2 separate regions of the Mus musculus genome follow, and region 2 is linked to region 1. A link is a contact called in public HiChIP or PLAC-seq data. All regions are on one chromosome and are shown on one strand. Each heading gives the region's core, a stretch centred on a gene start, on an enhancer-like site or on the middle of the called end of the contact. The rest is flanking DNA. Distances are from core to core; before and after follow the strand shown. Region 1 holds the start of Arfgef3 (ARFGEF family member 3). Region 2 overlaps Gm20139 (predicted gene, 20139).

Evidence for each region. HiChIP or PLAC-seq counts read pairs in DNA pulled down with a chosen protein or histone mark.
Region 2: an H3K4me3 HiChIP or PLAC-seq map of bone marrow-derived macrophages shows a contact between it and region 1, with 3 times the contacts expected there. The contact joins the enhancer-like site here to the promoter of Arfgef3 in region 1. A contact is called at or near these places in 2 of 39 promoter capture datasets (embryonic stem cells and liver) and 3 of 115 datasets of contacts at active chromatin or transcription factors (bone marrow-derived macrophages, embryonic stem cells and stem cell-derived neural progenitor cells).

What each region holds. Positions count from the first base shown.
Region 1 is chr10:18,740,929-18,746,678 of GRCm38.p6, forward strand. Arfgef3 (ARFGEF family member 3) reads right to left here and starts at 2,830. Exons shown (of 34, transcript NM_001033258.4): 1 at 2,613-2,830. The coding sequence starts at 2,697. It overlaps Gm32926 (predicted gene, 32926), which reads left to right and starts at 2,543. Exons shown (of 5, transcript NR_152783.1): 1 at 2,543-2,956.
Region 2 is chr10:19,183,407-19,188,666 of GRCm38.p6, forward strand. All of the region lies in intron 2 of Gm20139 (predicted gene, 20139), which reads left to right. Among named protein-coding and RNA genes, the nearest start is that of Gm20139, 44 kb to the left of the region's middle. Within about 2 kb of position 1,670, at least 171 of the 459 cell types and tissues checked have an H3K27ac peak or open chromatin away from gene starts, as enhancers often do. A contact at or near this core is called in bone marrow-derived macrophages, where this site is marked.

The sequences.
Region 1 (5,750 bases), core at 1,580-4,079:
TTACTCCCCTCTCCTAACACAGTCTAAGTAGGAGATAAGATGGTCTAAGTTTATGGACACCCAAAATCCGTGTAGAGCATGACAGACAATTCACAAAGACCAAGTCAAGGTCCTTAAGACTGTATAATTTCATATCAGCCCAAACCCCATTATTCTTCCAATGAACCTTCCATGGATGGAGCAAGTAAACTGTGTGGTGGGGGGAGGGGGGTCAGCTTTAACTTGCCTTGTCTTTGTACTCAAGATGTTTCTCAATGATCCTTCCGTCATAGGTATGCGTGTGCCAACTCCAAAGTACTAAGTGCTCTAAGAGAGTCTGGAGGGCAGGGCTCTAAGCCAGCGGGGTAAAGAATTCCACTGAGGCAGGCACTGAAAGCTTCCTGTAAGGCTTTGAAGGAGCGGCAAAGAAATCCCAGACGGAAGAGGATCAGGAGCAAAGAAAGTAACTGCTGTGCACGGTGCCATCGACAACGTGGTGGCACAGCTAACTGCCACCAGGCCCTGGAGCTCTCCATGGGGCAAGCAGAAACGGTGCTGCTCTAGCTTCTTAAGTACATTCTTAGAAATGTACGTGTTCCTCTATTTAAAATACGAGGGCTGATGGGCGGCAAGTGTTTTCTAGTAAAAGCCTTGCCTTGGCTGTGGGAACTGGAGGGGAGTGAAAAACAGCAAACCCCTCTAGCCTCCGCCTTTGTTTATACTGCATACCCCCACTCCCCTTCAACAAACAGATTTTCACTACAGGAGTGTCTGAAATGTATGATCGGAAAAAAAAAAAGAAGAAAAATTAGAGAATGGAAAGATTACCCATTCTTTCGTGAAATCTACTCAGTCTCCCTTCTCCTCCCCTCATAGTCAGACCCTATCTCACTGAAGCTCTCATGCCCGGTTTTCCAACTGTGGTTGTTCCCATGTACCCCATGTACCCAGGAAGGTTCCGTGCTATTATTTAGCTGTCATAGCTTTATCTCTTCTCTTGCTAATTACAGAGTGATCAAGGAGCGGCAAAAGGGACCTCATCTATTCTTACGGTCAAGGTGAATTCTGAACTTGACCCAGAAAATCTACTTGTCCTCGGCTCCGGGCTTCTTCCCCAGTAGCTTCAAGGGCCTAAGTTCAACAGCCGTGGTTTAAACACAAGATGTTGAATATCGAATGCCCAACTTATTAAAAACACTGGGTTACTCTACACCTCTGCGTTTATCTCAATCCGTTTCGTTTACAGCAAACTAATAAGGAATACTAGGAATGGTGTATTTCATGCCCAGTCAGGTCCTGCTTTATTATGTTAGCCAGCCATCTGTGACCCTTCATTAGAGAGGCATTTGGGAATCCAGCTTCGAATCACTGCTGAACAGTAAACGGTAATGGCCACACTGAAATCTTACTGCGGCTTTAAGAGCCTTGCTGCTTCTCAGACAGCTAGTCCATTTGCATTTAACATTACACTAAAATGGCCAAACACTAGTTCTACCTACAAGATAAACTCCCTGGGCAATAATTGAGACAATTTAGGGCTATGCAGAGATTAAACAAAGGATGGTGCTGCTACAATTGTCTACACACAGAGACACAGACACACATGTGTGCACAAACATGTGAATTAGGACCTTCTGTCAGAACAGCATGACCTAAAACACTATGAGAATTCTGTCTTTAGTTGGACCTACGGCTAACGGCATTTCTGTGCCTTATTTTCCAGGTTGCACACAGCACAGAATCATGACAATCACCGATTGGTTTTTATTTCAAGGGAAGGGGTTCCTGGGTTTTTGTTGTTGTTGTTGTTTTTAATTAGCTGGTTACAGAGGCATATCACGCAGGCTCTGGTAAAGCAAGGGGCTTAGTGGGCTGTCTATATAGTACAGTTCACTCCACCCCCCCCACCCCCCCCACCCCCCATTCTCAGCGCCTTGGTCTTGCCTAATTGACATGTCATTCCGTTTGTTTTCCGATTTTGAGAACTGCAGCCTACAGGATGGGAAATGCTCATTTGCTACCAGGAACTTATCTCAATTTTAGCACAGCTCACACAACTAAAAGCCCACCTGTCTGAGGGCAAGTCAATAACCGAACTGCAAGAGAAACACAATTCCTTCAGTCTGTTATGTTCCATGCACAATAGCCATAAAAGCGAATATTTAGCAAGGTGGCTTCTATCAGCAAAATCAAATTAAACAAGCCTTCCTTCCTGGTTCCACTCACCAGTGTTTGAGAAGAGGGCTGTTGCTTTAATTAACTTCCTTTTTTCTTCCATACCCCTGGAAACCAGGGCCCTGATTTCATACAAGCTGGAGGTCCTAACTTGGCTATTGGGGGGGGGGGGGGGAGAGGAACCCTTGTCTATGGGCTCTAGGGACCAGGAATGAGGTTACCTCACAGCAAAGGCAACGGTTCCCATAGAGGTTTGGGAAGCGGTAAGGGAACCAGATGGAGACAGCTGGATGCCCACGCTGAGCCAAGATTTTCATACCCCGCATTAAGTATCCGAGGCAACATTCATAACCCATAGTCGGTGGCAGTCCCTCCTGCCCAGGGGCCCGAGGAGCCTGTGATCCGGGAGCAGGTGTCCCTGCGCAGCCCCTCGGCTCCCGCGCATCGCCCTCACTTACCCAGGGCCCAGGTGCAGCTCTCTTTGATGGCTTTGTATTTGCTCCCGGACGCATCTCTCTGCAGCTTCCTCAGGATCTCTTCCATCTTGGCCTTCCTAGAGCCAGGCCACCGACCCCGAGATCGCGCAGGGGACGCGCCTAGGAGGCCTCGGCACTCGTCCCCATGGCTCTCGGCGGCCGCTGATGAATCACACCCGCTCCGCGCCACAGGCCACGTCAGCCCCGCCGCCACGCCTGTTGCCACGCCCGCCGGGTCAGGTGCGCTCACCAGCAGGGGAACCCGGGAGGCCCCGGCCGTCTACCTAACGTCCAAGAGGACCTGGGGTACCAAGCTTCATCCAAAGGTGGGGATCTGTGGCTGGCTGCCGGCCAGTCTCTGCCCTAGGGAAATCACCGAGATCCACGGGCGGAAGGCAGGGAGGGGCCTGGTCGCTTGTGCCAATCACCTGCTGGGCCGGCGCATCAGGCATCTCTGAGACCTGCTACACTAGGGGGTAGATAGTAATAAATAGTAAATAGTAAACAGCTGGTCCCCTCCCTGTGTAAGGTTGGAGCCATCCAGCGAGAACTACGTCATATGCCTGCCTGCTGGGAGCTTACAATGTATTACACGCATACATTAGACTCTAATACAGTTCTCTCTAATAATTAGAGAATTCGATGTGAAAATTAAACCAGAAAAGATTTAGAAGATTAAAATGAATACGCTTCCCTTAGTACATTGAGATTTCTACCAAACCAGCTAAGGCAGAAATTGAAAAAAGAAAAAAAAATCAATAGATTTAACTGACAACTTAAAATCTATAAATAGACCAGTAGTCAACCTGTGGGACTGCCCTGTATGTTAGAAATTAATGGCCCAGTATATACACAAGGAAATTAGACCTCAGCTACTTCCCAGCCAACAAGAATGTATTCCACACAGCCCAAATCCAAAGATGTTTTTTAAAACCTTCAGTACCAGCAGGTGAAGATAGGAAAGTTAGAAGTTCAAGGTCATCCTTGCCTATACAGTCAGTGTGAGATGGGCTTGAGGGACACGAGACTGTCAAAGTAATAATAGTAATAATAATAATAATAATAAAAGAATCTCTTCCCTTCCTTCCTTTACCTCGTGTACTGGTTGTTTCCCTCTGAAGAGACACACTGGCACAGACAGTTGATGTTAGCTTTTGATAGGCAGGGAAGCCAGGGGGACTAAACTAGGAGGGGGGAGTGAGTAAGCCTCTGCTATTTGAGTGACTTCTGGTGCTTCCTTTGCCAGCTGTTACAGGCAAGAGTCCTGACTGGAAAGCAATGACCTTGTTCTGAGAGCTGTGACAGGTAGTGAGGGTGGACTTAGAAGCGAATTTTTGTTCTTTGTATTTTAATTTTTCCCCCCAAAACCAGCATCTCATTTAGTAGCTCTGGCTGTCTTGGAACTTGCTCTGTAGACCAGGCTGACTGGATTTACAGAGACCTCTGCTCTGCTTCCTGAGTGCAGGGTTTCAAGACGTGTGCCACCACACCCAGCACAAATTCAGTTTTTATTAGAAATATATTTCTACTGATAGGGATGCTGTCTGCAGAGAGAGTGATGTCTTGGGGGAGTTTAAGCAGGTTTCACATCAACCTTAGAATAAACTGGACTTTAGGTGGTCTGGAAGAGAGACATTTGGGGAGACACTGCCAAAGGGTTTGACGCCTGGATAGAGAAGACTGGATAGAGGCAGCATGAGGGGAGCATTCTGGTTTTCTTTAGGAAGTCAGAAGACGTTGGCCCCATTTGGTAAGGTAAAGATGATATGGAGGAAGGGCTTGGGAGTGTACAAGCTCAGATTTAACATGGTCTGATTGAAGAGATAATGATACATAGTGTTTTATCTATGGGCAGGAGCTCCCAGGAAATGTCTGGGATGGGAGGGATGATTTAGAGCCATTCAATATGGTGAGTGGTTGCTGTCAGAGGCCAGACAGGACCTAAGACAAGGGTCTGAGGAATTAGTACAAGGGAGAGACTGGGAGAAATCCCAGGGGTGAAAGGCAGCCAGGGAAGAAAGTGACACAAGGAAGTGTCCAGCGGGGACAGGGTGTTGACTGCTCTTAGTTCCTTCAGAGTGCCAGTTCCCAAGGGCCCTTCTGCCCACCATCCACACATCCAATGGAGCCATCTTTTGAGGGAAAGTTACTAGTGCGAAAAAGCAAACAACAAAACCTCATATTCAACCACTGCATTAACTATTTGGAATAATATATTCATCAGAATTATACCATGCATCAGAATGAATGACTGATAGTTTAAAGAGTTAGATGTAAGAATTAAACCATAAAAGGTTAAGAAGAAAAGTTAAATGGATATACTTCCTAATACATTGAAATTTTTGCAAAACCAGTTATGGCAGAAATGGGGAAAATTCAATAAATTTCATGATTTGACTATTTAAGACCTTTAAGTGGAAAGTCCCATTCACAGATTACAATGCAGATGTGAGAGTTTGAATGGAAATGTCCCCTACAGGCTCCTGTACTTGAATTGAATACTTGGTCCCCAGTTGGTAGGGTTGCCTGGGAAACTTATGGAACCTAGAAAGGGTGGAGCTTTGCTGGAGAAAGGATGGCATTAGGGGTGTGGGGCTTCGTGGTTTTATAGCCTGGCCCCACATACTCTTCTCTCTTTCTGTTTCCTGTGTGCCGATGGAAGGTGACTTGCCAGCTTTCAGCTCTTGCCTTCTTTGATGTAGCCATCTCTTCCCTGCCAAGATGGACTCTAGCCCTCTGGAAACGGAAGCCAAAGAAAACCCGTTCTTCCTGGAGTTACTTTTGGCCATGGTATTTTGTCATAGCAACAGAAAAGTCACTAATACAAGAGCAAGTTACACTCAGGTGGAAATCTATCTTTTAATTTTATGTAGTTTTATATTTTGAGCCTATTTTAAAGTTGTATTAGCTTTATAATTAAAAAGAGAATAAGTATGGTACAAACCAGGAAAATGATTCTAATAATGCCAGTGATTGGAACAGTGCTGTTAAAAAGACTCACCAAATTGTTCAAAGGTGGTAGTGTGGGTAAAAGGAAAACAAGAGGTTAATAATTCTACGAATAATAATTTACAGGATAAATACAGTTATTCATATATCTACAAAAAGTCCAGTACAACA
Region 2 (5,260 bases), core at 420-2,919, 440 kb after region 1:
AACTACCTCTTGTATTACATCAAGATGGTCTGTTCGTGATTTTTGGGTGCACGCCGAATCGGGAACAGAGTGGGGGTTTCCCCACTAGGTTCTTTCATGTCCACAGCAGGGGTGTGTTTTTCTAGACACAATTTTTTTTCTCCCTTCATTAACATTATTTATCAACTTTTAAGAACATTGTATAGCAGTCAGGCATGGTTGTTTACCCTGAAATCCTTGAATTTGGGAATCTGGGGAGGGAGGATTGATGCACGTTTAAGGACAGTCTGGGCTATACAGGGACATCCTGTCTCAAGACTCTCCAAATGATATATTGTAGGCTTGTGTGTCCCTAGTCCTCTCTGCCATAGGGCAGGGCAGGCTGGGGAGGCAGAATGTAGGGAGCTTGACTGTGCTTATCTCACAGGAGTGTTGGGTTGTAGGGAAGCCCCAGGAGGCACTGCTCCTGGGTAGGAAAGCACTATCTGAAATGTGGGGAAGCAGGAGCTGTCTGGGGGTCTCTGGGCCTACAATGAGGCCAGGGCTGTGGGGTTCTCAGGCTCCTGGACATCCAGGCACCCCTGGGAGTTGTGGAAGAGCTGAGAACAGAGTGGGGGGCCTCAAGGGATGGGTCTAGGGGGGTGTGAGGGTAGGGAGGGGAGCTCTAGGAGTGCAGAGAGAGAGGCCTTCTATGAGAGATTAGGCAGTGGCTCTGTAGGTGAAGGCCTTCTCCATGGCTCCCTCCGGCAGATCTTGATGAAAAGAGTCAGTCCATAGTTCTGAATTGTTTATAGCCGTTGTGGAAAGTGAATGCATAAAACCATGCCCCACTTCTCAGGGTGGGCCTGAGATTAAATACCTTTTTTGGGGGAGGCTTGTCTGGGAAGGGAATCTTATTGGCAACGCCCACCCCCCGGCCTCTAGGTACCACATTGGCATGGAGATCTCTTTTCCTCTTGTGTTGGTCTGAAATGTTGTGGATGTCTCATCAAAATCTGGAAGGGCTTGGGGCTTTGCCCTCATGTGACTGATGGCCACAGATCTATGGGAGAGGGCTGTGTCTATGTGACAGGGGCCTGGTGCCCCAAGCAGGCAAAGCTCCTACCATCCCTTCAGGTCTCTGGGGCTTCCAATCCTTTAGCTCAAGGGAGGACCAGGCTACCTCTCACAGTCCACTGCTTATAAAATCACAGTATATTCCTTATAAAATCTTCATGGTAACCTGAGGCTGTTCCTGGACAGCTGTTCTCTCTATTTTATCTTCCTGGGTCCCTTAAGACATTTACATTTTAACCCTAGATCTATTTGTTTAACCAGATAGTAGATTCTTCTAAGCTAAAATTTAAGACATAGGACACCATAAACATGCTTTAGCCCTTGGGGGCTGAGGATTGTGGGTATTGTTGGGTATGTGAGAGTTACTATAAAGATGAGTAAGTCTGGTTCCCCTCCCCGCATTGTTCTCCAGTCTTTGATGGGACCCTTTACTCAGTTTCTGCTTCATGCCATTCAGATCTTTTACACAGTCTACTCATTAAATGACACTTTTAGGTGGTTATGGTCTTGTTGATGTTGAACTACAGATAACGTAGAAGCAAAAAGCAGACAGGCCGTCCACGGCAGAGCTAAGCAAGTTGTTTTGACCGTAACCCACAGCAGATGTTACCGTCAGGACTCTGTGTACTGTGATGTACTCTGATCTAGTCCCTCCCCATCCCATGATGCTTGCTACGGCCTACAGAGTTGAGTTCTCAAGCAAAACTGTGCTCCGTTTCATGTGCTCTGTGGTTTATGAAGCTCAAATAGCCAGGTTTAAGAAGTTTTGGTTTCTCTTAAGAAATATCTGGTGTCACTCATGGAGGCTCACACCTCCTGTAATTCTACCACTTGGGAGACTAAGACGGAAATAGTGCTGAGATTTCAAGGCCAGCCTGGATCTTAAAACACCAAAGCAGTTGTTTTTATTTGTTTTGTTTTGCTTGTTTGTTTGTTTCATTGGTTGGGTTTTTTTTTTTTTCTCCTTATTATGAAGACTCCTTATCTATTCATCAGTTGGGATCTCTTGTCATATTCTCTCTCTCTCTCTCTCTCTCTCTCTCTCTCGGTTTAGTATCTTGAGTTAGGGCCTTACTGAGTATTCACGATCCTCCTGCCTCAGTCTCCTGAGTGCCAGGATTTCAAGTGTATGATACCATGTCTAGCTTGGCCAGAGCTTTTTGTTTTAAAATACAGTGTCGTGGATAGAGGAGACAGTTTTGCTCTATTGGAGTCTTATCTACTGAAACTTTTCTACTCGCAGTGGAGTCCTGGAACTGGAGAGAAATTCCGAGGGCAGGTCAGAAGCCTCCACTCCAGGGTGTCCCAGTTAAACCTTTCCAGGTTTAGACTGGGAATCCTGATAAAGTAAGTCACAAAAACGTTAGCTCTTTTCTCTTTTCAACATGCCCCTCTGCACAGCACTGGCCTCCAGCGTGGTTTACCAGCGATCAGCTTGCTGAAGTTTTGATGTCCCTGCAAAGTGCCCAGGTGGCTTGTTTTACTTTGTTTTGAGTTCCCCTGGCGTTCCTTCCAGGTCGCAGTTGCACGGTTGATTTGTTGACTGTGGTTTGAGGTCAATAAGAAGCTTATTCTAGAGAAAGGTGGAGAGAAAACAAAACAAAACAACCACCCAAGATTCAATTGCCCGCGTCAAACAGCTGAGGAAGCTGAGTGTTGTCAGTGGTCGTGAAAAGGAAGAGTGACGTCACTCATTGGTGAAGCAGAGTCGTGTGCTGCCATCTATTGGTAATTCTGTAAAACTGCAGGGTTTAAGCTTTTAATGCCACTTGTTTTAAAACTATCTTGGGAGTGGGGGAGAACTAAGATTCATTTCACCTGCTCTCTAAAGTTCTCCTTCCCAAGCAGCCTAGATCTAGTTAAAGACACTGTGGCTGGCAATGACCTATCTTTAACCCGGAAGAAGCTCCTCAATACGGGAGACCAAAGGGACGGGGGGAATTCCCACACCGGCTCCTGACTGTCCAAGCCGACACACTTCCCCTTCAGGATGGTTTGAGGGAAGAAGAGCCTGTCTGCACGTCTGAGAGATTTCAAAGAACACTCTGTTCTTATCCTTCAGATCTCTGATTGCTTCATGGGCTTTCTGAGAGCGTGTGCAGAGGGGAGCTTTTACACCAAACAAAACAGCTCCTGGGTGTTTGATGCCTGATGCTTCTACGTTCTCCAGTGTCTGGATGGTTTGTCTTTGAGTGAAAAAGGACATTGCATTCCCACCACTTCCATTATCAAAGAGGCTCAGTTCATTCACAAAAGGAAATTGATGCCTAAATAAAGTTAACAGAATTCTATGTTTAAAGGGTTTACACTGGAAAAAATAATCACTTAGTGGCAAATACAATTTAACTAATTAGGCAACTATGTATACTTGTGAGATTTATTTCAAGGGAAATGAATGGCCATGGTTCTGTGGTTCTGTGTGTTTGTGTGTGTGTGTGTGTGTGTGTGTGTGTGTGTGTGTGTGTTTGTGTGTGTATAGATAGATAGATAGACAGACTCTTCTTGTTGGATGCTCAGATACATAAATGAGCAATGAAATTAAAATCTTTAGCCCTAAAGCCACAACAGTAGGAACTGGTAATAAGTAGTTAGGTGGAAGCATGCAGGGAAGGAAGGTGTGTGGAGGGGCAGGTCACCATTTTTTTGGGGGGGGGGGGTGATCAAGGTGTGCCTTAGGAAAACTGCATCTGAACAGAGACTCCAAGTGTGTGGAAGAGTTAATCTTGTAGGCATGAATAGGAATATACTAGATGTGGGGGTCAGAGGGAGTTTGTGCAAAGGACCCAGGCTGTGTCTGGAATGGTAGTCTGAGACAGTGTTCATGGTAGTACAGAGGGACAGGTTGGGCAACTCCTCTTGAGGAAGCTGTCTTGCCCTTCCTCCTCCAGCAGTAAGACTTACACCCAGGGCTTCATGCACGCACGCTGGGCAAGCAAATCTACTAAGCTATACTATAACTTTGGGTTTTAGTCTTAAGTGCAAGGAGTCACTACTGTCTTAAACCAAGGAACCCTGTAATTTTGCACAGCTCTTACAAGAGTTACTCCAGCTGGCCCTTTTAGATAGAAAATAGGCAAATAGGCAAGGTAGGAGATCCATAGGAGACCTAAATTCAGTCAAGCTAGGGACACTGTTGGCTTGCACTGCATTTATAATGGGGTAGGGGGTTGAGAAATGATGAGATTCTGTACGTCAAAATTTAATGACAGATTCATGAGAGCTATGCAAAAGAGTGGTCCAGGACACAAAAACCCCAGGATTTTTTGTCCTGAGCACTGGCAGAAAACTGGCACCATATGGATCTGGGAGATGGCTAGGCAACCCTTACATGCTAGACACAGAACACAGTGAGTTCTCTTAGTTTTCCTGGAGGATACCTGGTCTGGCTGTCTGATCTCATTTGCATATGCAGCCAGAAGCGACCATTTTCAACCTTTCTGACCATAATTCTCCTCAGCTAACGTTTCTAGAGGAGTGCGGTGGGACATGCTGTAAACCAACACTTAGTAGGCAGAAAGATCCCGGCTTGTGAGGCCAGCCTGGGGGTTGTTTCAGCAGCCCTGTGGATGCTAATGTTCCTGCTATAAAATGGCTTAGTATTTGTACACACTCTTCTTCCTGTTGCTTCCAATCAGCTTGGGACAACTCACTGTGCAGGTGGTGGAATGTGGCTTGTAGAATCCATGGACACGGAACTGACTAAGCTTTGTGCTTTATGCCTGGACTGTGTGCTTCGCCTTCTTCCTTCTCTTTCAGAGAAGCCTGATCCACCCTCGCAGCAGCAGCAGCAGCAGCAGCAGCAGCAGCAGCAGCAGCAGCAGCAGCAGCAGCAGCAGCATTGGGTTTCCACCAGGTGTCCACAGTCAGGAAGAGCGGAGATTCTCAGGCTCCCTGCTTCCCAGCAGCAGCCCTGCCTGGGATTTGCGTTGCTTGTGTATCTGCCCACAGTCAGGAACAGCGGAGACTCTCCGGCTCCCTGCTTCCCAGCAGCAGCCCTGCCTGGGATTTGCGTCGCTTGTGTATCTGCTTCAGAGCTCTTCAGAGGGAGAGGTCTGCAGATGTCAGCTTAGACTGTGCCTCTTACTCTCCTCTTCTGCCTCAATTTTTCTTTGTTCTTTCTACTTTCCTTGTTCCTGGGTGGGGTGTGTGAGTTTCTTTTTTACTGTCCCCGGGACGGAAGCCAGCGTTTCATGTGACCTAGACAGGTGTTTTGCTGCTGAACTCT